4 separate regions of the Mus musculus genome follow, and regions 1, 2 and 4 are each linked to region 3. Evidence: chromatin contacts called from public Hi-C and HiChIP or PLAC-seq data. All regions are on one chromosome and are shown on one strand. Each heading gives the region's core, a stretch centred on a gene start, on an enhancer-like site or on the middle of the called end of the contact. The rest is flanking DNA. Distances are from core to core; before and after follow the strand shown. Region 1 overlaps Cpped1 (calcineurin-like phosphoesterase domain containing 1). Region 2 overlaps Shisa9 (shisa family member 9). Region 3 holds the start of Shisa9 (shisa family member 9). Region 4 holds the start of 4833415N18Rik (RIKEN cDNA 4833415N18 gene).

Region 1 (4,813 bases), core at 231-2,730, 160 kb after region 3:
CTGGGTCCAGTAGGGTCTCCTTGCCTGGCAGGACTGTGTTCATTTGGGGCCTTTTTCTGCTTCCTTCATATTGAATCAGCTCCAGCCAGGCCCTCTGTACATTCTCCAACCCCTGCACAAGGTCCAGCTCTTCCTTCAGCTTGCCCTTCCCAGAAGTCCTTTCCTTTTGCTCTGGCTGTGAGACCAACTCAGGTTTCTACCTTTTTGGTATAAAGCTCTTCTCCCCTCCAGTTCCTGGTCAGCGTTGTCTTGATCCAGCTCTTGTCAGTTGGACATGCTGAGTCTCTCACTAGACTGTCAGCTCCTTGAAGGTCCATCTGCCCTGCCTTTAGGTATGACTCAGGGCTCGGCTCACAGGAAGGCCTCTGTGATGTGGATGGAGTGCAGGGCAGGAAGGAAAGTCTTTACCTCATCCAGCCCTCCACGGCCCGCTGACAGAGCTCAATGGTGTCCAGGACACACTCTATGACAAGCGCAATGGAGAAGACTCCATCTCATATTGTCTGTCCTGTGCCTTCCACATCGTAAGGTGTGCGGCCTTTGTCTTTCCTCCCTGCCTTTCATCTAGGTCACTCAGTAATCTGTTTCTCCTGCAGCCCTTCTTTGCCCCTAGCCTTAGGATCCTCACCTAAATCTACTTCAAGTAGCACTAAAGAGCTCGAAGCCCCTCCTACTGTGGGTCTCCATTGCGTGCTAAGCCTGGCCATCAGACACAGAACAAACAGGCAACATCTGCAGTTGCAGTTTCTGTGTGGACAGAACCGCGCCGTGCTGCTAGGTTGGGAGGCTTGGATGGCAAGCCCTGTATATGTGTGTCTCAGGGGCAGGGCAGGGCTGCTACTTGACCAGGCAGAATGTGGACAGTGGCTGAAGCCACAGCAAGAGAACTTGAACCCATTTTGGAAAGTCAGGCAGTCAGTGATATTTTGTAAAATGTATTAACTTAAAGACCGTGATAAAGCTGGGGTGACAGTGGCAGGTGGTATTTAATGTTGCCTCTAGCTTTTGTCCCCACAGCAATAGTATTTCCTAATACTATTTCAGTCTCGGTTTTCTCCTTGTGCTAAAATGCCAGTGCTCAAAAATATGTCAGAAGCTCATCAGATGATCAGGGTAGCTTTTAATTACAATAATTGTGTTGTTATAAAATATCCTTTTAAAGAATACATCCCTCCCCAAGCCACTGTGGGGATAAAAACCCTGCTTCCTTCCAGTAAGTTTAATGAATAATTCTGAATCATTGTGTGGGATGAATAAATGATTTAATAATGAGCATCAACAATCATCTCCCATTGTTGCATTAATTTTTGTAAATGGGATGAGGTAAATGAGGAGGAAGGGCTGTCACCATACAATAGACCACCATTTGTGTAGGAATGTGCTCTGTGATCCAAAAGATGAAGAGCTTCCAACCTCAGGTTTCCCTAGAAACGGATGCTTCCTGTTTCTACTTTTGAAGTCATTGACGGGGGTGGGGAGCGTCTTTGTATGGAACAGAAACACTGTCAGTAACTGGTGGAAATAAACAGGTATCAGGGCAGGACAGGCGCCCAAATGTGAAGCAGCGCTGCTTATTCGCAGTCTTCTTTGCTCGGCCTGGGGATAATCAGTTTCATCATATCCCAGGGATGCAGAAATTGGTTTCCCCCTAATTCACCTGATACCGAACTGGAGTCACAAAGACAGAGCGTAGATAATGAAACCTGGGTGGAAGGTGGAGGTCGGCTCGTCCCTCAGGCCTCTCTCAGCAGCAGGTTAGTGTGTGACCCAGTTAATGCCGATTGCAGTTTAAATTTCCCATCTTAAAAAAGAGAAAACAGGGAAGTCTCTGGCTGCCCATGTTTCCCCTTGATGTCTCGGCGATACCTTTTCTTTCCTCTCATTCTCCTCACAGAGCTTAAGGATGGTGTATTAAAGAGCCCGGGGCACATTTGGCAATTATAAAAAATTCCAGCAAGTTGATCTTTCTTGCAAAAGTTAATGAGTAATTTCACAGAATTCGTTTCATCTCTAGTATTTGTGTGCTTTTTAACAGAGAAACAGAAAGAAAGGGCGAGCTCTCAGCCCTTGGTTGCAGCCTTAGGATTTCAAGTTTTTAGAGAAGGTGGAGGTCAGACTGCATTACAGACAGAGGAGAACTTTAGGCCGTCTGTCTCACCACTACCACAGCTGTCTATATCCTGATGCTACCAGGAAGTGGATTCTGCTTGTGTTCATTAGAGGAAGTCCAACCCTGAGCCTGTCACACACTAGTGACCCCTTGATAAAGACTCACCGTTTAACAGGGACAGAGCCTGGCCTGGGTCACATCTCCCTAGCAGCAGCATTGCCGGGATGCCCACACTGCCTATAATGGCCAGCTGAGATCTGGATGGGAGACACACTTCCTAGAGCACTGCATCTTAAACTGAGATGTGCCCACATATGGGGTCACACTACTGAATATGGGATGGGAGACAGGAAAAGAAAACACACAGTGATCAAAAACTAACTCAGAATCAAACCCATCCCAACTGGAAGTGTTTCCAGCAGTATTAGCACCGTGCTGTATTGTCTGCAGTACACAGCATCCTTGCCGCCTTGGTCCTTAACACTCAGTGTGTGCACTTAGCATTATGCACACCATCACACCATGCGACACCCGCAGATGCTGCTGCCCAAAGTGTCTTTGCTCAAATTTGAGATTATTATATGTTATGAATTACAGGGTGTTCTTAAATGTACATGTAAAGTGTTCTGCTCTTATAGGAACATAATAGCTTAATTGCAGAAAACAAAGATGATTGTTTTCAACTCTCATTGCTTAGCGTGTAAGAACCAAATTAATGTATCTCTGGGTGGGGTTGTGTCAGGATGGGTTATTTTAAAAACTATTGTTTGAGTTGCTGACTGAGTTTCCTTTAAAATATGTTAATGGGCTTGGTTGTGATTAGGGCAGATATTGTAGCAGTTTCTGAAATGGCGTACGTGTGCTTCTGCTATCTCAGACTATTTATTTTCATGAGTTGACAGTCCTGGTATTGTAGTTGTAGTCAAAATGTCCACTCTGTAAAATGTCTTATATATTCAGCCAAGATTTAATTCTCTTTTTTAAATTTTACATATTTATTTTATGTGTACAGGTGTTTTGCCTATGTCTGCGTCTATATCATATATATGTTTGGTGCCAACAGAGACCAGAAGGCTGTCAGATACCCTGGGACAGGAGTTACAGGTGATTGTAAGCCATTATATGGGTGCAAGAAACTGAACCCAGGTCCTCTGGAAAGAGCCACCAGTGCTCTTAGCTACTGAGTCATCTCTACAGCCCTAAGATTTAATTCTTCCTATAAAATAAACAAGCAAGTCCATCTCATTGGTATACAGATTTGCTTTCATCTTTAATAAATGCTAAAATTATACATCTACAAAGAATTACAATGAAATAACTATGAGTTGTTGTCAGCAATTTTTTATTTACATACCTCTTTTATATTTCAGGATTGTATAAAAATCTCTCAAGCAAAATAGTATCATAAGTAGAAAAATTTAAGAAACACTACTCTAGAGTAGGTATTTGTAAGATTTTTCTTGAAAAACATTAGGCTGTAAATATTTGGGGTTTACCTGACCTGAGATCTCTGTAGAGCTATTTAGCAACATTTCTGTAATATGTAATTGGCAAGAGAGAACATGTCTACAACTGGTTATAGCCATGTTCCAACTATTAAAAAAAAAAAAAAAAAAAGGTGGTGGATCTGCCCCTGCCTCTGTCCGAGACATGTTCCCTCCCAAAAGACACTAGCTTTCTGAGTCCTTGGGTAGAGAGTGTGCATGCGTGATGGCTGTGTGCTTCCTGCAACCTGCTGTGGTCATGTGGCTGGCTCAGTATAGGGGTCTGCCCTCAGAGAACCTCCCCTGCTTCTCAGTTCATATTCCTGGGTGAGCCCAACACTGTGCCTGGGGCCTGTGATGCAGCCTGGAGCAGAGAAGGATTGGGAAGGCCATGGTACTACTTAAAATGTCCAATGGTTGATATTTACTTTAACATGTCCTAGAAAGACATAAGCAATTCAATAACTTAAACCCAGGTTCTGCGTAAGTCATAGGATAGCTAGGATGCAGAAGCCAACAAAGGGAAAACTTATGAAAGATGCCCAAGATGGCTGCTGTGGGGGCCAGTGGGATGGGAGAAGCTATGTAACAGGCAGGTAAGCACCAGGCCATCCATGGGTTGGGATAGAGCTTCAGTCTCACCCTTTTGGTGGCCCCTTCACCATGTGGCATCTCTTTCTGCTTTCTATTGTCCTTTGTAAAACAAAGGTTCTCATTCCACCCTCAGGGTTGATGCATTAGATAAAATGAGGCGTGTCCTAGAAGTGCTGGGCACCATGCCTGAACAGTGCTCCATACGGAACTATTTGCTGCTCTGTGATCCTGAACTATGATGAGATTTCTCAGCAGGCCATTAACTAGATGGGTGTTTCTGGCTTCCTTCTTTTCACACAAAACTCTCCAGGTAGAGCCAGGTGTGCTCTGAGGGCTAGCCTACAGTCTGCTCGGGAGCATCAACCCTGAGCAAAGGCTAGACCAAAGCCTCAGGGCTCCTGGAGGGTATGGGAAACTTGACTACTTTGAGCCTGAGATTATTTAGACTAGATAAGGAATACATGCTATTCCTAGTTTTCTGGAAAGGGACCACTAATTTAGAAGAGGGGAGAGCTACAAAACTAGATAATCCCTTTGGAATTTAACAAATAAATGCAGCTCTTTGTTAAAGCACACACTGTACCACTATTCTAGCAAACAACCTTTGGGGGCACCACTCTATGAT
Region 2 (5,047 bases), core at 2,100-4,599, 170 kb before region 3:
AAAGGAGAGAGGTAGTGATCGACAGGTGGAGACAAATGTGATGCTTAGCTAGACACTGACATGTAAATGATCCTAAAGCATAATATTGAGATGGGAAAATGAGATGCAGAATTAAATGTAAAATATGACAAATTTCCCTCAACCAAAACACATAAAATCCTATATGTTATTTAGTAAAACATAGGTGTGTATATAAAAGTTTAAAAGCTTGAGAAATTGGACACACAGAGGAAAGAGTACATCTGTAGTTATCTTTGTCTGGTTGGAAAAGAGCAGGATAAAAATTCAAAGGGAAGAAGATGATGTAAGCATTATTTGTAACATGCAGCTTTTTATGTTCTGATGCTAATATTTTAGTCATATGGCCAAGAACTACTTACTCATAGACAACTCTGAGGACCTGGGTGGTATCTAGTTCTTCGTAGTTTCTCTATTATGTTTTTAATTTCCTCAAATAAACACATAAAATTTAACAAGATCCAGGTAGGTGAAGGAAGCCTGAAAAAGGAGACTGCTGATTTGTCAAACCCTTATGTTTTTAGATGACATACATCTATTTTCAGGAATATTTCAGTGGATACAGGCGACCCCTAAAGTGATGAGACATGACTCCAGGTTTCAACATTGTCCTCAGGATGTGGACATTGAACGAATAAATAAGCAAATGACAGAAAGGATTAGTGATTCCCTCTAGGGCATTTAGAGAAGTCCACATTGACAGAGAATTCAATTAGATGACCTGTAGTCTATGGCCACAAAGCCATTTTCCTCCCTGAAATATGGGTCTGGGCCTTTTCCCAATTTCTTTTGTGTTCGGACCTTCCTTTTCCATGGGTTCCAAGAACACAGCCAGAGAAAACAGATGAATAAGCCCAGTAATTTGGGGCCATTTTCAGTTCCTGGGCTGGGTCCCTGGAGCACATGGATATTCAGCACATCAGCTCTGACCTTGCTGCTCAAATTCCTTTGTACCCAACATAATAATGAGCTTTGGCCTCTCAAGCAAGACAATTTTCCCAGGGCTTCAATGTCTATTCCTGTCCAGTGAGTGCCAAGTCCTGCGGCAGGCTGCCAGTTAACTCAAAAGCACTGTTCCAAAAACTCCAAACTGGTCTTTTCCTATTCTGGGAGGGTGGGGAGCCCCCAAGCTTCTCCCTAACTTCAGCCCCAAGTGTCAGGCAGAGACCTCTTCCGCAAGCCTCAGTAGATGCTCTGTTATCTGTCCCTTGGGAGCCAGCAGAGCCATCATCACTACAAACAATGAAAAGGCTTTCGATTTGGGTCAGTGTAGATCTGAGAGGTATTTGCAGATTTATTGCTCCACTGCCAGGAATTTGAGTTAGAATGATGGTAGCAAGACACCAAAATCCTAAGATGGACCAGGTGTAGTGAAAGGGAACATGCCAGCCCCATGTTCTTTCACCCTTGCCAATGTATGCTCGAGCTGTGAAATGGCGTTGTGTTGCATGTTCTCTGAAGGAGTCAGGATCAGTATTATGATCACTGGAGATCATCCAACCAAAAGATAGGGCGGCAACCAATCCAGACCCACAGAGATAAAGCAGCAGCTACTCCAGACCCACAAACTTGTATTGATCTCAAATTTGCTTTATAAAAACCTCATCTGCAGTCATGACATGCCTGCAATCCCGATGCTGTATAAGCAGAGGCAAGAGGACCAGGTCATCTCAGTTACAGACTAAGTTTGACTAAGGCCAGCCTTGACTACATAAGGCCCTTGCTCCAAAAATAACAATAACCTCCCCCAAAAAAACAGAGCAAACAAAGCTGATATGGCCTCCATGAGAGGTGCAGTGTAAACTTATCTGCTTGTGTGTTCAGGACTAACCCTAATATAAGGTGAGGCCCTAGAAAACATGGCAAAAAGTCTTCCTGGGATGTCGAACTTGTGGCCTGTGTGCTGCAGAAGCCCAAGATAGCTATGAATGTGGCCCAACATAAAACTCCTATGCATATTTTATTTGAGGGGATTTGTATTCTGTGACTTGATTATGAAGTTCTCAAAACAAGTGTGAACTTCATGAATAACAACCAAAGTCATGCCACTGTCAAAAGGTTAGTCACACCTGAAGCACGTAGTCTGGTAAAGCCCCAGACACCAACTTGTCTGGAAGGTGAGGCTAGAAAGCAGAAATCCAAACCTCTTCCTTGACCCCCTCAGTACTTCAGCTCACTACTTATGCATCAAGTATGTCCTTAACAAAGAATTCCTGCAAATTCAGGAAGAACTGAAATTTTATGCAGCATCTTAGTCTCTGATGAATCAGAGCAGATATAGCCTATTTCCTTTAAAAAAGGAAAAAAGAAGGGAGGGAGGGAGGAAGGAAGGAAGGAAGGAAGGAAGGAAGGAAGGAAGGAAGGAAGGAAGGAAGACACAAAAAAATTTAAACCCTTTATTTCTTTGTTCACTGTGAATGATCTGGGCTTAAATGGAAGGAGTTTGGGTGGTCACTTAAAAACAAATGTCAGTGCATGTGTGGTGGCACAAGCCTGTAACCCAAAGCCCTGGGAATGGGGTGTGGATAAAGCAGGAAGATCAAGAGTTCCAGGACATCCTGGGTAAGACCCTGTCCCCCCCCCCCAAAAAAAAGGAAAGAGGGATGGAAAGGGAAGAAGAGAAAAAAAGGAAAGAAGAGACAGAGGGACAGAGGGACGGAGGGTCTTAAAGACAGAAAGACCAATTTTGAATCGCAGATGCACTTCCTGGCTGTGTGTTTGCAGGTAAGGTCCCTAACCCCTCTGTACTTCAGTTCTTTCATCTGTAAATACAAAATGAAATGGACTTCCGAGGACAGCAGCCAGATCTTGTGAGCACTAGAGGCCAAGTAGCCCTTACCATCCCAGCTTCTCCCTTCCTTCATTCTGCCTTGTAATCTTCCCTCTTTCTCTCTCTCTGCTTTCCTTCCCTCCTCTGACTTACTCTTCCACCACATGTTAGAGAGCCAATAGTGAGTTTCCTGGGGTTATTAGAATAGCCCAAGATTCAAATTTTCCCCACCTGGTAGACTAGAGACTTAAAGAGTTGAAATGGCAGCACAGTGGGTATTTCACAAAGATGAGCTCAGTGGGGAAGGACTATACTCAGTCCCACTTCAGAGATAGAGAAACCAAGGCAGAATGAAGGTGGGAAATTGTCCAATGATCTTCAACAAGATTTGAACTCAGGTAGTCTGGCTCTGGGCAGCACCATACATAAGAAGGGAGAGTTTTTATATAATTCATTATGGGATGCCTTTCTTGCAGGCTACACTACTCCTGGGAGCCCAGTTCTTTATGCCTTCAGGCCCACTGAGGGGACATCAGTCACTAGTAATGAGCCCTGTAATGTGGGCACCAGTTCAATTTAAACAAATTACTCATCCTTTAGATATGCAAAGGTTCAGTTCAGTAGTGTCTGTCTGTTTGAGACCAGATTTCCCCAGGCTCCCAAGGGAAGAACAAGGTCACATGTCACTCTGTGATCACAGGCTCCATATATATCACAGTTCTTTGGCTGAGTGGCTTCATTGGCCTGTCACACCCTCAGAAGGTTGTTTCCACATCTCCAACCACCTTTGATTCTGACTGACGTTTCAAGTCCGGTGAGCCTCTGGACATTACCAAAGATCCAAGCAGACAGAGACTGAAAACAAACGCGCTACTTCTGAATGCAACGCATTGGTCCCAGAGACACATGAAGCAAGAGAATACGGCTCTCTATTCAGGACAGTTTCCAAAGTTCACCTTTCTGCCTCAGTCTTCATCTTTTTTTTTCCCCCTCTTGCATGAAAAGCCCTTTTCAAGCAAGGAAAATTGCAGCTGCCTTTTGCAGTCATTACATCGATCCCAGATGGAGAAAAATTCAAGCTCAGATGCCACAGAAACCTTTGTGTTCCCTGTTCCCTGGGGTGCCTGTTGCAGGAAGTGTGACTGGTGGGTGGAACTGTCCCAGCAAATGGATAAGCTGGAAGGATGCAAATCCTTTTAGCCATAAGCCCAGCTGTGGCTGTGCAGAGGGCGTTCTGGGTCCTAGGGCATTTTCAGACACAGCCTTTGATAAGGCTCTAACTTTGGTAGTGTTTTAAAGATGTTTTTAGGATGGCAGTCTGTATTCCAAGCTCGCCTTGAAATCACTCTATAGCCCAGCCTGGCCTCAAAGTCACATTTTACTTCCTCAGTCTCCAACCCAGATTGCAGGCATGCCCCACCAATGCCCACCTCAAAAGGTGACACAGCATAGAGTTGATTGTCAGCTGAATACTATCTTACGGCATTACCCAAACAGTCTGCTACCAGATACCTACCTGAGGAATGAAAATACGTGTCCACACAAAGACATACCTGTTGATATTAGTAAAACTATCATTCACAGTAAGTCCCAAATGGAAAGAGCCTCAAACTCCTGCCAAGGGGTGAAGGCTGCCCATATACTAGAATATTATTCAGTAATGAAAAAGAAGATTCCATACATGCTACATGGATGAATCTTGAAAACACAATGCAAAGGCAAAGAGAATACCACATGCAGCATGGCTGATTGCTAAAAATACCCAGTCGAAGTCCATCGATGGAGCTTGAAATGGTTGCCAGAGGGGACGGGAGGGATGGCACCTTACTGGGACCTAAAACTTGTAGGTTCTAAAACTGACATGACTGGAGATGTAGCTCCCCTGGACAGTGCTCACCCTGCCTATGTCAAGCAACACAGAGAAAATTTTAAAATGAATGGTGGTAATGGTGGCTTGGTTTGAGGAGGCTGGCTTCTTGCTTGATTGTGGTACTGGGAATCAAACTAAGAACCACAGTTCGTGCAGCAAGCACTGCACTGCCCAACCTATATTAAAAACATACACAGTTGTTATCTCCTCTCTCTCTCTCTCTCTCTCTCTCTCTCTCTCTCTCTCTGTGTGTGTGTGTGTGTGTGTGTGTGTATGTATGTGTGTGTGTGTGTGTGTGTGTGTATGTATGTGTGTGTGTGTGTAAGAGAGAGACAGAGACAGAGATCAAAATACATGTCTTCATGTTTGTTCAGCAAGTGTTCTTACCT
Region 3 (5,504 bases), core at 1,915-4,414:
CTCTTCACAGAGTTTGAATGAACATGAGAATCACCTGGAGAGCTTTGCCAGCCCTGGTGCTTGGCTCCCACCCCACATTCTAATTTAAAGTCAAAGGGGGTGGGGCCCCTGGCAACAGGGACTTGCAGTACAGGTGGTCTCAAACAGCAGCATGCTTGCTTGAAAAGCATATCTAAGAAGCTGCCTGTGACATAATCCAGTCTTCTCCCTTGCCAAGGCCAGGCACTTCCACTGAATTTTAAAATTCATGAATGTTTATAGGAGGAACCTAGTTAAGTACCTAGCTCTGGGTACTCCTGGATGTGGCCTCCAAACAGACTTTACTTAGAATCTGCAGAAAAAACTGGAGTTGATGCCTCTAAAAAGAGCTGCCTGCGAGGAGGGGTTGAGACAGGAAACTGAGTTCCCACTGAGCCTCTGAGTATCAATGGAGAGCGAGGTTGACCTGCGCACCCAATCCACGGGAACTTGAAGCTGTAGCCTCACCCACAAACCTGCCAGGAGTAGCTCCTCTTCCCACCAAATCCCAAAAAGGGAAACTCTAGAACTTAGCAAAAAGGCATGGGGGAGATTTCAGCCCAAGTTAGGGTGACAGCAAGACAGCTTTCCTGTCTGAGTACTGGCTCCCTGCATGGCAACATGCATCCAGGGCAGACCTGCATCCATTTCTCACTCTCACCCTAAGGACAACAGAAGATGTCCCTGGATAGAGCTCTCCTAAAGTGAACCCCCTGGGAAGCTGGAGGTAGAGCACCTGGGAGTAGCAGGAGGTAGGCTGGGTCAGCACCTTTTCTTGGTTCCAGTTTCCTGGGTGCCCTGGGAGCTTATTTTTGTGCCCCAAGAAAACACCATCTACCACTAACCCAAACTGAGCAGAACTTCCCCACCTTCCCTCCAGATCCCTTATCTCTGGGAAAAGGAAAAACTCATTGGATACTCTTTCTCATCATATACACAGAAAATGATTACCAGTGGGGTGGTAATGTTCCTTTGCCTATTTTTGCTAGGTCTCTTTGTTCAGATTTTTAGGCATGTACACAGATAGCATGCACACACGCACTTGTGAGCTAGCACGCATACACACACACACACACACACACACCCTACGTGGGGGAGGAGGGTGTTGGAGAGTGAAGAGAACACTGTGACTTCAATGCCCAGACTTAAAATCAGTTGGACTTTGGCTCCAGCCATCCTGCTGTCATCTGGCCCACAGTTCTCCTTGCATCCCTCTCACTCAGACCTCATGCTAACCCAGCATCTCTCCCCTGGCTCCTGGCTTACTCTGCATCCTTCACCTCCAAAGTTATTGAGTTCTGGGAATCATTTTAGACACTTGGGGGAGGGGTTAAACAAAAAGGCAAATAGCTCCCTTAATCCCCAAATGCTTTCTCCCATCTGCTGCGACTTTGCCAGTGATAGGACTTGCATAATGAATAAAGGGAAAGGCAAAGTTGATGAATCAAGGTGCTTGAAGGGTGGAGGGGGCCCGTGGAGTCATCTCCAGGCCAGGCAAGGTGTGCAGCGTTGTGATGGCTGCAGCACAGAGAGGAATAGATGGTGAGGGAGAAATGGAATGGGGAAAGAAGAGGTTCTAATCAAGGACCCTCAAAGCTCTGGGGAAGCGCCAGCACTAGGAGGCTTTGGTTCTGGTGCACTCTCCCTAACCTTTGCTTCATTTTCGCTAGTGTACAAGTTGCAGGAGGTACTCACTCTTTCCCTCCGTTCCTCCCTCCCTCCAACACACAAGCACACGGATCATACACGCCCCCCCCCCCACTTCCTTTCAGGTTCGCCTGCCTCTGTTTACCTCCATAAATGGATCCTCTCCCCAAAACGCAAGAGTTTAAAGACCCGGCTATGTGTCTCAAGACCCACCATCATATCTGGTGAGAGGGAACAGGAGGTGGGCGAGGGGAAAAGAGACTTTCCCCTTCCACACTCGGCCTTCACTCCCACCTGTGCTGAGCCCAATGCCTTGCTTGGCTCAATGCTACAAGGGAAAGTTGTCGTCCTGGATGACATTCCCCAATCGGAGACCTTGGGGTGGAGGGAAGCACGGCTGGGGAATGTTGGAGATGGATGGGAAAGGAAAGTGGACCCAAAGAGGGGGGCGAAGGGGAGGCAGCCCACCTGGACATGTGTTCCCTTTGGGGCCGGTGCGCTTTCTCCAGCCCCAGCTTGGTGAAGATGCCCACCAGCACCATGACAGCCACCACCCCGCAGATGATGTAGACGATAAGGTTGGTCTTGTCCTTGGTGGGGTCGTGCAAGGGGTCATCCTTACGCGCTGGGGGCTTGCCCGTGTTAAGCCAGAGTGGCGTGTCGTAGTTGGTACAGGTGCTCTGGTTCAGTCGCCGCTTCTTAAACGTGCAGCAGAACCGGAAGCCACAAGTCCCGCAGCAGAAGATGAAGTCGCCCGAGCTGCAGTTGAACGGCGGGTCCCACTGGCCCATGACATCGAAGTAGCCCCGACAGGAGTCTGGCGTGGGCGCTCGAGTCGGCGGTGCGTCCGAGCCCCCGACGCCCTCGCCGGCCTCTCCGGAGGCGGCTCCGGAGCGGTTGCCCCCTGTGAGCAGCAGTACGCCGCCCAGTTGCGCTAGCTGCCCGTGCCCAGATCGCTCCTGCGCCCGGCACATGCGGGCACACAGCTCGGTGAGGAAGCAGCCGAGAAGCAGCCGAAGGACTCGGCGCATCGTGTCTCCCAACCCGGGCTGGAGCGCTCGGCCGCCGCTGGAGCCGCTACCGCCGCCTCTGGACGCGCGGCCGAAGCTGCCGAGGCTGCTGGCGGGGGCTGCGGGCCGCCGCTGGCCGCACATGCAGGGAGGCGGCGCGGGGCGCTCGGTGGTCGGCGGCCACTGCGCTCGGCTCAGACTGCGTTCGCCTCCAGCGCGACGCGCGCCGAGGAAGGGGGCCGGCCGGGGAGGAGCGCGCCGGGGCCGGGCGGGGACGGAGCAGGAGCGGGGGCCAGCGCGGGGTGCAGGTCCTGCTGGCCACCGGGGGAGGCGGGGGTGGAAAACAGGAGAGAGTCGCTGTGTCCGTAACTCCCTTCCACCCGCCACCCGGGACTCGGCTCCCCACGTCCGCTCGCTCGCAGGATGCTCTTCACCTCTCTAGCACGCCAAGTGCGCTGGAGAGAGAGAGAGAAGCGACACTTGTGGAATGAAGGGAGGGCCAGAGGGAAGGGGGAAGGGGAGGAGGGCGGATAGAGGAGGGGTGGTGGTGAGCGCTAGCTCGAAAGGGGCGGGGGCGCGTAAAGAGGTGACTCGGGCGGGCGGGGGCGAATAGGGGGCGTGCAGAGAGAGCTCGGGCAAAAGCAGCAAGCTCCACCGCTGCCAGGCTCGAAAGAACAGCTCTGATTTCTCGGCAGGTGGAAAGAACCACGGCCGGGACCTCTGGCACCCTCTCGGGGAGAAAGGTGCTCCTCACCCCAAGCAAAGACTCAGAGGTGGTTCCGCCCTCGATTTCCCCCCCTAGGGGTGCGTGCGCAGGAGCTGCGATTGCAATCTGTCGATCAGGGAAGGGGTGACTAGGAGAATCGGGACAGATTAGATGGCTTGCTCACTCCAAGACACACTAGAAGCAGTGTAGACAAGATCTCCCTCCTCCTCCCGGGCGTGCAGGAACTGCCTTGCCCTTTCCGGGGATGCGACCTCATGCCTGGCGCGAGCCTGGGATGGTTCGAGTCCCTGAACAGAGAAGAGGCTGGAACTGGGAAGGTGGGTTAGGTGTCAAACCCCTTGGGCTGTGGTAAGCACCCCAGAACAGGGGCTTGGGAACTCATATTAAAAGCTGGGTGGTCTGGCGAGGCGGTCAGCGGACAAAGCGAAGGCAATGGCTCACCCTGGAAGGGCTCTCCTAAGAACTCCCCTAGCCCTTAGGACCTGCCGCTTTCTGTCCCTCTTCGCCCCCGCAGCGAACGCTGAGCTCCACAGGAGGGCACACAGCGGCGCCGCCTCTGCGCTGGCAGTTTTGGCGCAGCGCAAGGCCTGGGCACTCATCCTCAGCCACTCGTTTCTGCAGCCCGCGCGACAGTCTCCAGAGCAGGCTGTCCCCTGTCCCCACGGAGCCCCCCTTCCCCGACATCCTCACCGAGGTTGTTTCCTTGGCTCCCAGCATCTCTTCTCAACCTTTCCAAATTTGTTCTCTCTTCCTTTCTCCTGACTGATTCCTCCCAGCCCTCCATAAGCCCTCGACCATTTCTCCTATTTCTTCCTGCCCTCTACTTGAATTTGATTTCAATAGCCCCTAAATCAGGATTCACATCAAAGCTGCTAAGCTAAATTTATATCCCCACACGCCCTGGCGTTTTGTTTTTTAATTGTATTAACTGAGTATGCTCTTTGCAGTAGGCTGGGTGAATCACAGAGGAAGCAATGTTTTCTGTTCCCTCTCCTCTTGTTTGGTTTCAGCTGCAGGACTCTTGGGGGAAATTTTCAAAGGACCACGAAGTTGGGCCACATGTAAAATGGTCTGCTGGGATCCTCTTAATTGATAATTTATGAGAGGATTTATTAAGACTGTGTGGCAAGTTTTTTCCAAATCAAAGGGTTTGGCTAAACTCCCCCTCCCTTTGATGAAAGAAGATTTACAAATGCAGCCCAGGGCCACCTTGGTAAACCACACCAGGTCTTAGAGCCAAGACTGACTGCAGTAGAATGTACTCCAACCCATCCCCCACTGTGAAAAGGAAAGAGAACTGCCAACCAGCTTCCTCACCATAGGACCCTGCAAATAGGGTGGGAGGCATATTTGTCATACTGGCAACCCACAACTGCTACCACCTTGTCCATCCCATAAACATTGGTGTGGGAGCTGATGGCAGCTGACATTTCTCTGTGAGTTATAGCACAATCCCTAAGCTTGCTTTTATTAAAAATCAATAACTACTGAGTACCAGACAACCTGGGGTCTTGTAGAGGAATCAGTGAGCTCAGGGGCTCCCTTAATTCTCTGCTTCTTGGTTAATATTATCTTCCCAATAGCAATGAGAGAAACTGAGCCTCAAAGCAATGAGAAAGCTACCCAGGGAGTTTGTGGAGTGAAAGCTATTGACATTTTACCCAGGAACTATGCTTCCAGAGTCTGTGACTGGCCACTTCCTGTCCCTTCCTAACAGACATGCACCCCACCTTTGATTACGTGTTTCTATCTTTAATGTCTCCAAGCACTGCCATGTAAATAACATGACTAAAATGGCCTTGATAATCTGTGTTCCCAGGCACACAGACAAAAACGAATTGTGAAGTATGTTAGCTAGGTGTTTAGTTAATTAAGATTTTTAACAAGTTATGAATCATGAAATTACTTGTCATGAAAGCAAGAGGACCTGAGTTTACCCCCTCAAACCTACATGAGGAAGCAGAGTGTGGTGGCACATACTTAGAATCACATAGCTGGGGGAGAGGACACAGGCAGACCCCTGGGACACTTGGGCCAGCTGTCTTAACCTACTGAGGGGGATCTCCTGACAAAGGGATGGGGTGCTGGAGAGATGGCTGAGC
Region 4 (5,549 bases), core at 2,743-5,242, 200 kb after region 3:
GGTTCTTGGACATTTTCAAGAACACATTCATCTTCCACTGTGGTAGTTTGAATAGGAATGTCTCTCCCCACTCCTTAGACTCATGTATTTGAATGCTTGGCCAAAGGGAGTGGCACTATTAGGAGGTGTGGCCTTGTTGGTGAAAGTGTGTCACTGGGGTGTGGGTGTGGGTGTGGGTGTTGAGGTCTAAGAAGCTCAAGTCTGACCAGTGTGTCACAGTAGCCTTCTGCTGCCTACAGATGAAGATGTAGAGCTCTCACTGAGTCTGCCTGCATGCTGCCATGTTTTTCACTATGACAATGATGGACTAAACCTCTGAAACTGTAAACCAGCATCAATTAATTGTTTCCTAAGAGATGCCATGGTCATGATGTCTCTTCACAATAAAACCCAAACTAAGACACACACAGAGTATAGTTGAGCCCTGTGATAACAGTTCCAACAGAAAAGGCATTGAGCTAGAGTATAACCTGACGTGCCTCGAACACTTCTCCCCATGATGTTTCAGTCACCCACCAGATGAGTGAAGCACCTCTGAAGGGATAAGGGAACTCTGTAGAGATATGGACAGAAAGCGTCTGGAGCCTTTCCTGACTCTCTATGGACCTGTGATGTGAGCCCCTCGTGTGTTGTGGTGTGGCTGTGAGACGCCCTCAGTAGTTGTGTGTGTGAATTCTTCACCCCCAGCTTGTTTTGGGAGGCTACTGAGCCTTTAAGAGGGGGAGCCTCCCTGCAGGAAGTGAGTCCTGAAGGAAGGGGGTGAGCCTTGAGCTTTTATTGCCTGGTCCCACTTCTTGTTAGCTCTCTTTTTTTGCTGACTGTATATTCAGTGCTACCAACTGCCTCTAGTCCTGGCCTCCAGGCCTTCTTTGAGAGTGAGGCAAAGCAAACCCTTCCTTCCTTCCTTCCTTCCTTCCTTCCTTCCTTCCTTCCTTCCTTCCTTCCTTCCTTCCTTCTTTGTGTCTCATGTTTAATCACAGAAGCAAAAGCTGTCACTAATGCAGCGTTTTGGGATTTTATTCACGTATTGAAAGCCTGACCCTTAGTGTGGCTGTACTTGGAACTTTAGACAGTGCTGGGGTCTACATCTCACCACTTCTGTTACCTAAAAAAAAAAAAAAAAGAAAAGAAAGAAAAGAAAAAGAAAAGAAAGAGCAACTTCTGCCTCTGGTTGGAAAAGCCTGCATGGAAATCTCTGGCTGTAGGGCATCAAGCTTTGTGGGGCCTCTGTCCTGGGCCCCTGTCCCTCTGTGATGGGACCCACAGGGTTCTGTGAAGTGTCTCACTTTGGCTGGCAATTGCAATGGATCTTTTGGCAAATATCTACTGAGCACTAGTTAGTATTGGCACTACAGGAATGTGGTGCTGTCTTGCAGCTGCTGTGATAAATTATGCACACTGTTGACTTAAGATAACTGTGAGTGTGACGTCAGGCTCACACTGCAGGCTCCAAGGACAGTCGTCTGTGCCTCCCTCATAGCTTCTGCTGGCTTCTAGGACTCTTGGTGATCTTTGTCTTACAAAAGCATTACCTCTCACCTCTGCCTCCACCTGCATGTTCACAGTAGCTTCTCCCCAGAATCTATGTATCTCATGTCTCTCCAGCTTTCTCATAGGCTACCAATCATTGGGTTTAGAACCCACATGGGAAATACAAGATAATTCCATCCAAATGTCCTGAATGCCCCTCCCCCACCATGCATACTTATTGGTTGCAGAGCTTTGTCACAACTGGGGGAGGGATAATGTTACTCTACTCAAGTAGGTAAAGACTGGCATTGTGGCACAGGACAGACTTCCATGACACAGAACGATCCAGCTCAAAATGTCAAGATGGCTGAGAGCCCTGGCTAAGGCTATGGAGCCCTGTCTTACAGGAACGCTTCATGGCTATGATTTGCCTCACCACCCTTCCCGCCACTGCATTTCATCTCATCTACAAAGGTTTTATTTCCCTATAAGGCTACATTCACAGATACTTTGAATATGTAACTTAGAAGTGTTAGGAAACACTAGGGCCAGTGAGATAGCTCTGTGGGTAAAGCCCCCTACACCAAGCCTGAGCACCTGAGCTTGATTCCTGGGGCCCACACAATGGAAAGGAGAGAGCTCTCTCCTGAAAATTGCCCAGTGGCTTCCATATGTGCATCAGGCATGCACATGCCCTCCCCTAAATATGCACGCACGCAAAATAAAGTAAATAAAATGTGTTTTTAATGAAAGCCCTGAGCACACACACATTCTAGCCACACACCCCCTCCCCAGGCTAGCGCTGGCTCTCTGTGCTCTCAGATGAAAGACGCTGGGACAGACCAAGGCTGTTTTGCATTTTTCTGGGCTTTGTTATTGTTTCAAGGTAACATTTGTTGATTTTTCTTAAAATATTCAGCAACACACAAGTATGTTGACAATCACAAGGTTAATGCAATAAGGACTGAGGAAAAGAAAAGGAAAATTCGGAAATTCTTTTCTGTAAACCACTTCACTACTATCTCTTGAAATTCTTATTTCTTTCTGAGTCTCCAAGGAGGACGTGGGCAGCCAGGCCCTCTGACCTGCACCTTCTATAAGAACAAGCACGCTACAAGACCCTAGCTCCTTTGTCAAAGCTGACGGGTCCATAACTAGATACATGGCCTAAACTGGACGGATCTGATTCTCCTTTGGGCCGTCCTGTCTCTAACTGTGTTGGTCTTCTCTTAGAGACAGTATTGTCTGGGACCAAGGACGACCACTGCTCAGTGCTCTGAAGACAAATTAAAGAGAACAGAAGAGAAGCCGAGGTGAGACACTGGAAAGTGAGACTGTTGGTTTACTTCCTGTGTCCTGAGAGGCTCACGCGGTGGGCACATTGCTCATAGTCGATCGTATGATGCCCCTGCATCCTATGTCAAATTTCCTCCGCCCTAAAGGTTGCAATGAAAGAGTCTGTTAGTCTGTTTGTGTCTTGAGGATCCAGCTGATTTTCTTCCTTCCTCATCAGTCTTGAGCCTCTTCCATAGCCCTGTGGGTGGCCCTCATCCTCCTGGGAGTCTCATCTCCTCATCTATAAAACATGAACAGAAATAACGACTGCATGGGTTTATGAAACAAGTTAAATAAGATATAGTTCTGCAAGTATAGAAAAACTATTATTATGTATCACCTCTCTTTTGGTAGAAAATAAATTACTTAATAGCAAAGACTATGTGTGTGTGTGTGTCTGTGTCTCTGTGTGTGTGTCTGTGTGTGTGTGTCTGTGTGTGTGTGCGTGTGTGTGTATGTGTGTGTGATTGTGTGTGTGTGTATGTGTGTGTGTGCATCTGTGTGTGTATCTGTGTGTGTGTGTAAATCCCAGGCCATTGCAAGAGTGTCAGAGGAATGAGTGGTGGATACTTGATGAGTTCCTGCCATGGATGAACTTGTATGTAGTACTTCAGGCTCCTAGAGATAGTTAGATATTGTGTGTGTGTGTGTGTGTGTGTGTGTGTGTGTGTGTGTGTGTGCGCGCACATGCACGCATGTGAGGATGCAGAACACATATGATACAACATGCTTGTAGTGCAACTTCAGATGTGGTCTCTTGCCTTTAACCTTGTTGGAGGCAAAGTGTCCTTTTGTTGTTAGCTCTCTTATTCCAAACTAGTTCACCCATGAGCTTCCGAAATCTTCCTGTCTCCTCTTCCCATCTTACTTTAGGAAAATCAAAGATTCAGATTTGCATTGCTGTGTTTGGCTTTTACATAGATTCTGGTGATTCAAATGCAGGTCCTTTCTATTACAGTGTCTTAGGATTTTACTAATATGAACAGACACCATGACTAAAGCAACTCTTATAAGGATAACGTTTAATTGGGGCCGGCTTACAGGTTCAGAGGTTCAGTCCATTATCATCAAGGCAGGAGCATGGCAGTATCCAGGCAGGCATGGTGTAGGAGGAGCTGAGAGTTCTACATCTTCATCTGAAGTCTGCTAGAAGAAGACTGGCTCATGGGCAGCTAGGAGGAGGCTCTCAAAGCCCATCCCACAGACACACGCTTCCTCCAACCAGGCCATACTTCCTAATAGTGCCACTCCCTGGGACAAGCATATTCAAACCATCACACACAGCAAGCAATTTATCCCCTGGGCTGTCTCCTCTGCCCAGATATTACTATCAACTCCTTCTTGCCTGTGAGGAAACCAAGGCTTAGAGGAGGTGTGTGTCCCTCGGAGCCACACAGCTTGCAGTAGCAGCAGGTTTGCAGTTTGCTGTTTCTGCCCTGTGAGCTTCCCCAGCGGCTTTCCCAAGCTTCAGGGCCCCATAACTGCTCTGAATCTGGAAGGCATTGGCAGAGCAGATGGGCTGCCAGGGAGCAGCAGGCTGAGCCTCCTGCCTGCCCTACATCTGCTCCCTGGAAGTCCCTGGAGCTGGAGCTGATGTGGAAACCAGGGACAGGACAGGAACTCTACCTGCCACCTGCTTGGCATGCAAGCCTTTCTTTACAGCAAGGGTTGGTGACAGGAGCCTCCCACGGACGTGCAGATTCCTCTTGCTCACCCAGTTTAATCAGGTGGAGATGCCAAGCCGCAGCATGATCACCTACAGATGCCACATGGGCAGACGCCACCCGTCACCTGCGTATGCCTCAGCCTCTGCTCCCCACTCCACCCAAGGTTCTGGGGCATTGCTTTGCTTGCTGCTGCTTTTATTTTAATTAAAGCAAATGAGTCATCCATGTGGCCAAATGCTCAAACAGCAGCAGAAGATATAGACAGATATAGATGCAGATATAGCCTCAAAGCTCCTTTTGCAATACAGTCCTCCAAGGCCACCTCCCTGAGAGCCGTCACCGCTTCAGTCTCTTAGCCTTCCAGAAAAACTTCATGCATACCCAAATCTAAGAATCTATTTTAAAAGCACAGGCACACACATTTTCCTCTAGTTAATGTGCCATGCTGGGACCTTCTCAGTGTCCCTTGGTGGAGAGAATGCTTCCTGTGCTGCCCCAGGACTGTGTGACGTCGTTTTGTTATTGCCTGGAATGGGTGATGGCCCCACCCAGTGCCTTGGTGAGCACTTCACATAACCTGGATTTGCTTCGGATGCAGGGAGCTTCATAGAAAGCCAGCTCCTGGTGGCAGAATTGTTGGGTCAAATGTTACCTTTACTTTTAATTTCAATAAATGTCAGCAACTTACCACTGGAAATTGTGTAGATTGCCAGGGCAAGTTTCTTCCTGCTCAGTTTCCCGGTGTGGGGTATCCAGCTGTCTTTGAGAGTCTGAACATTCCTTTAGCTCCTGCAGTGTGCCCTCCTCCAGGCACAGCCCCGCCCATGAGTTATAAGTCAGAATCATGAGGCTGGCTGCCAAAAGTGTTTTTAGAAAAAAAATCATGTGGATAATATGAATAATGCACGCTCACATAAGTGATTGAAACAAGTGCCCAAAAATAAAGAGAAGGTTTGACGACGCTAAATTTGTGATAAATGTGGGATGCACAGGCAAAACCATGGTTCTGGGTTGTTTGCTTGTTTGTTTGTTTGTTTGTTTGTTTGCCTTGTACGGTTGCTTATGTGTTTGGTGCAT

The links. Hi-C and Micro-C count contacts between places; a contact is called where the count stands out from the background. HiChIP or PLAC-seq counts read pairs in DNA pulled down with a chosen protein or histone mark.
Region 1: a Hi-C map of cortical neurons shows a contact between it and region 3, with 1.8 times the contacts expected there. The contact joins the enhancer-like site here to the promoter of Shisa9 in region 3. A contact is called at or near these places in 2 of 39 promoter capture datasets (embryonic stem cells and stem cell-derived epiblast-like cells), 3 of 484 Hi-C or Micro-C datasets (cerebral cortex, cortical neurons and nephron progenitors) and 1 of 115 datasets of contacts at active chromatin or transcription factors (neural progenitor cells).
Region 2: an H3K4me3 HiChIP or PLAC-seq map of neural progenitor cells shows a contact between it and region 3, with 8 times the contacts expected there. The contact joins the enhancer-like site here to the promoter of Shisa9 in region 3. A contact is called at or near these places in 5 of 39 promoter capture datasets (3T3-L1-derived adipocytes, embryonic stem cells, liver and 1 more), 4 of 484 Hi-C or Micro-C datasets (bone marrow-derived macrophages, cerebellum, cortical glia and 1 more), 9 of 115 datasets of contacts at active chromatin or transcription factors (astrocytes, bone marrow-derived macrophages, embryonic forebrain and 3 more) and 2 of 9 other capture datasets (liver and macrophages).
Region 4: an H3K27ac HiChIP or PLAC-seq map of neural progenitor cells shows a contact between it and region 3, with 7 times the contacts expected there. The contact joins the promoter of 4833415N18Rik here to the promoter of Shisa9 in region 3. A contact is called at or near these places in 2 of 39 promoter capture datasets (hippocampal neurons and stem cell-derived epiblast-like cells), 4 of 115 datasets of contacts at active chromatin or transcription factors (embryonic stem cells, forebrain, neural progenitor cells and 1 more) and 1 of 9 other capture datasets (embryonic stem cells).

Annotation. Positions count from the first base shown.
Region 1 is chr16:11,821,673-11,826,485 of GRCm38.p6, reverse strand. All of the region lies in intron 3 of Cpped1 (calcineurin-like phosphoesterase domain containing 1), which reads left to right. Among named protein-coding and RNA genes, the nearest start is that of 4833415N18Rik, 44 kb to the right of the region's middle. Within about 2 kb of position 1,480, at least 30 of the 459 cell types and tissues checked have an H3K27ac peak or open chromatin away from gene starts, as enhancers often do. A contact at or near this core is called in cerebral cortex and cortical neurons, where this site is marked.
Region 2 is chr16:12,150,608-12,155,654 of GRCm38.p6, reverse strand. All of the region lies in intron 2 of Shisa9 (shisa family member 9), which reads right to left. Among named protein-coding and RNA genes, the nearest start is that of Shisa9, 170 kb to the right of the region's middle. Within about 2 kb of position 3,349, at least 8 of the 459 cell types and tissues checked have an H3K27ac peak or open chromatin away from gene starts, as enhancers often do. A contact at or near this core is called in neural progenitor cells, where this site is marked.
Region 3 is chr16:11,981,773-11,987,276 of GRCm38.p6, reverse strand. Shisa9 (shisa family member 9) reads right to left here and starts at 3,164. Exons shown (of 5, transcript NM_028277.2): 1 at 2,134-3,164. The coding sequence starts at 2,696. It overlaps Gm32278 (predicted gene, 32278), which reads left to right and starts at 3,532. Exons shown (of 2, transcript NR_155455.1): 1 at 3,532-3,719.
Region 4 is chr16:11,778,145-11,783,693 of GRCm38.p6, reverse strand. It overlaps 4833415N18Rik (RIKEN cDNA 4833415N18 gene), which reads right to left and starts at 3,992. Exons shown (of 2, transcript NR_126430.1): 1 at 3,847-3,992; 2 at 2,193-3,046.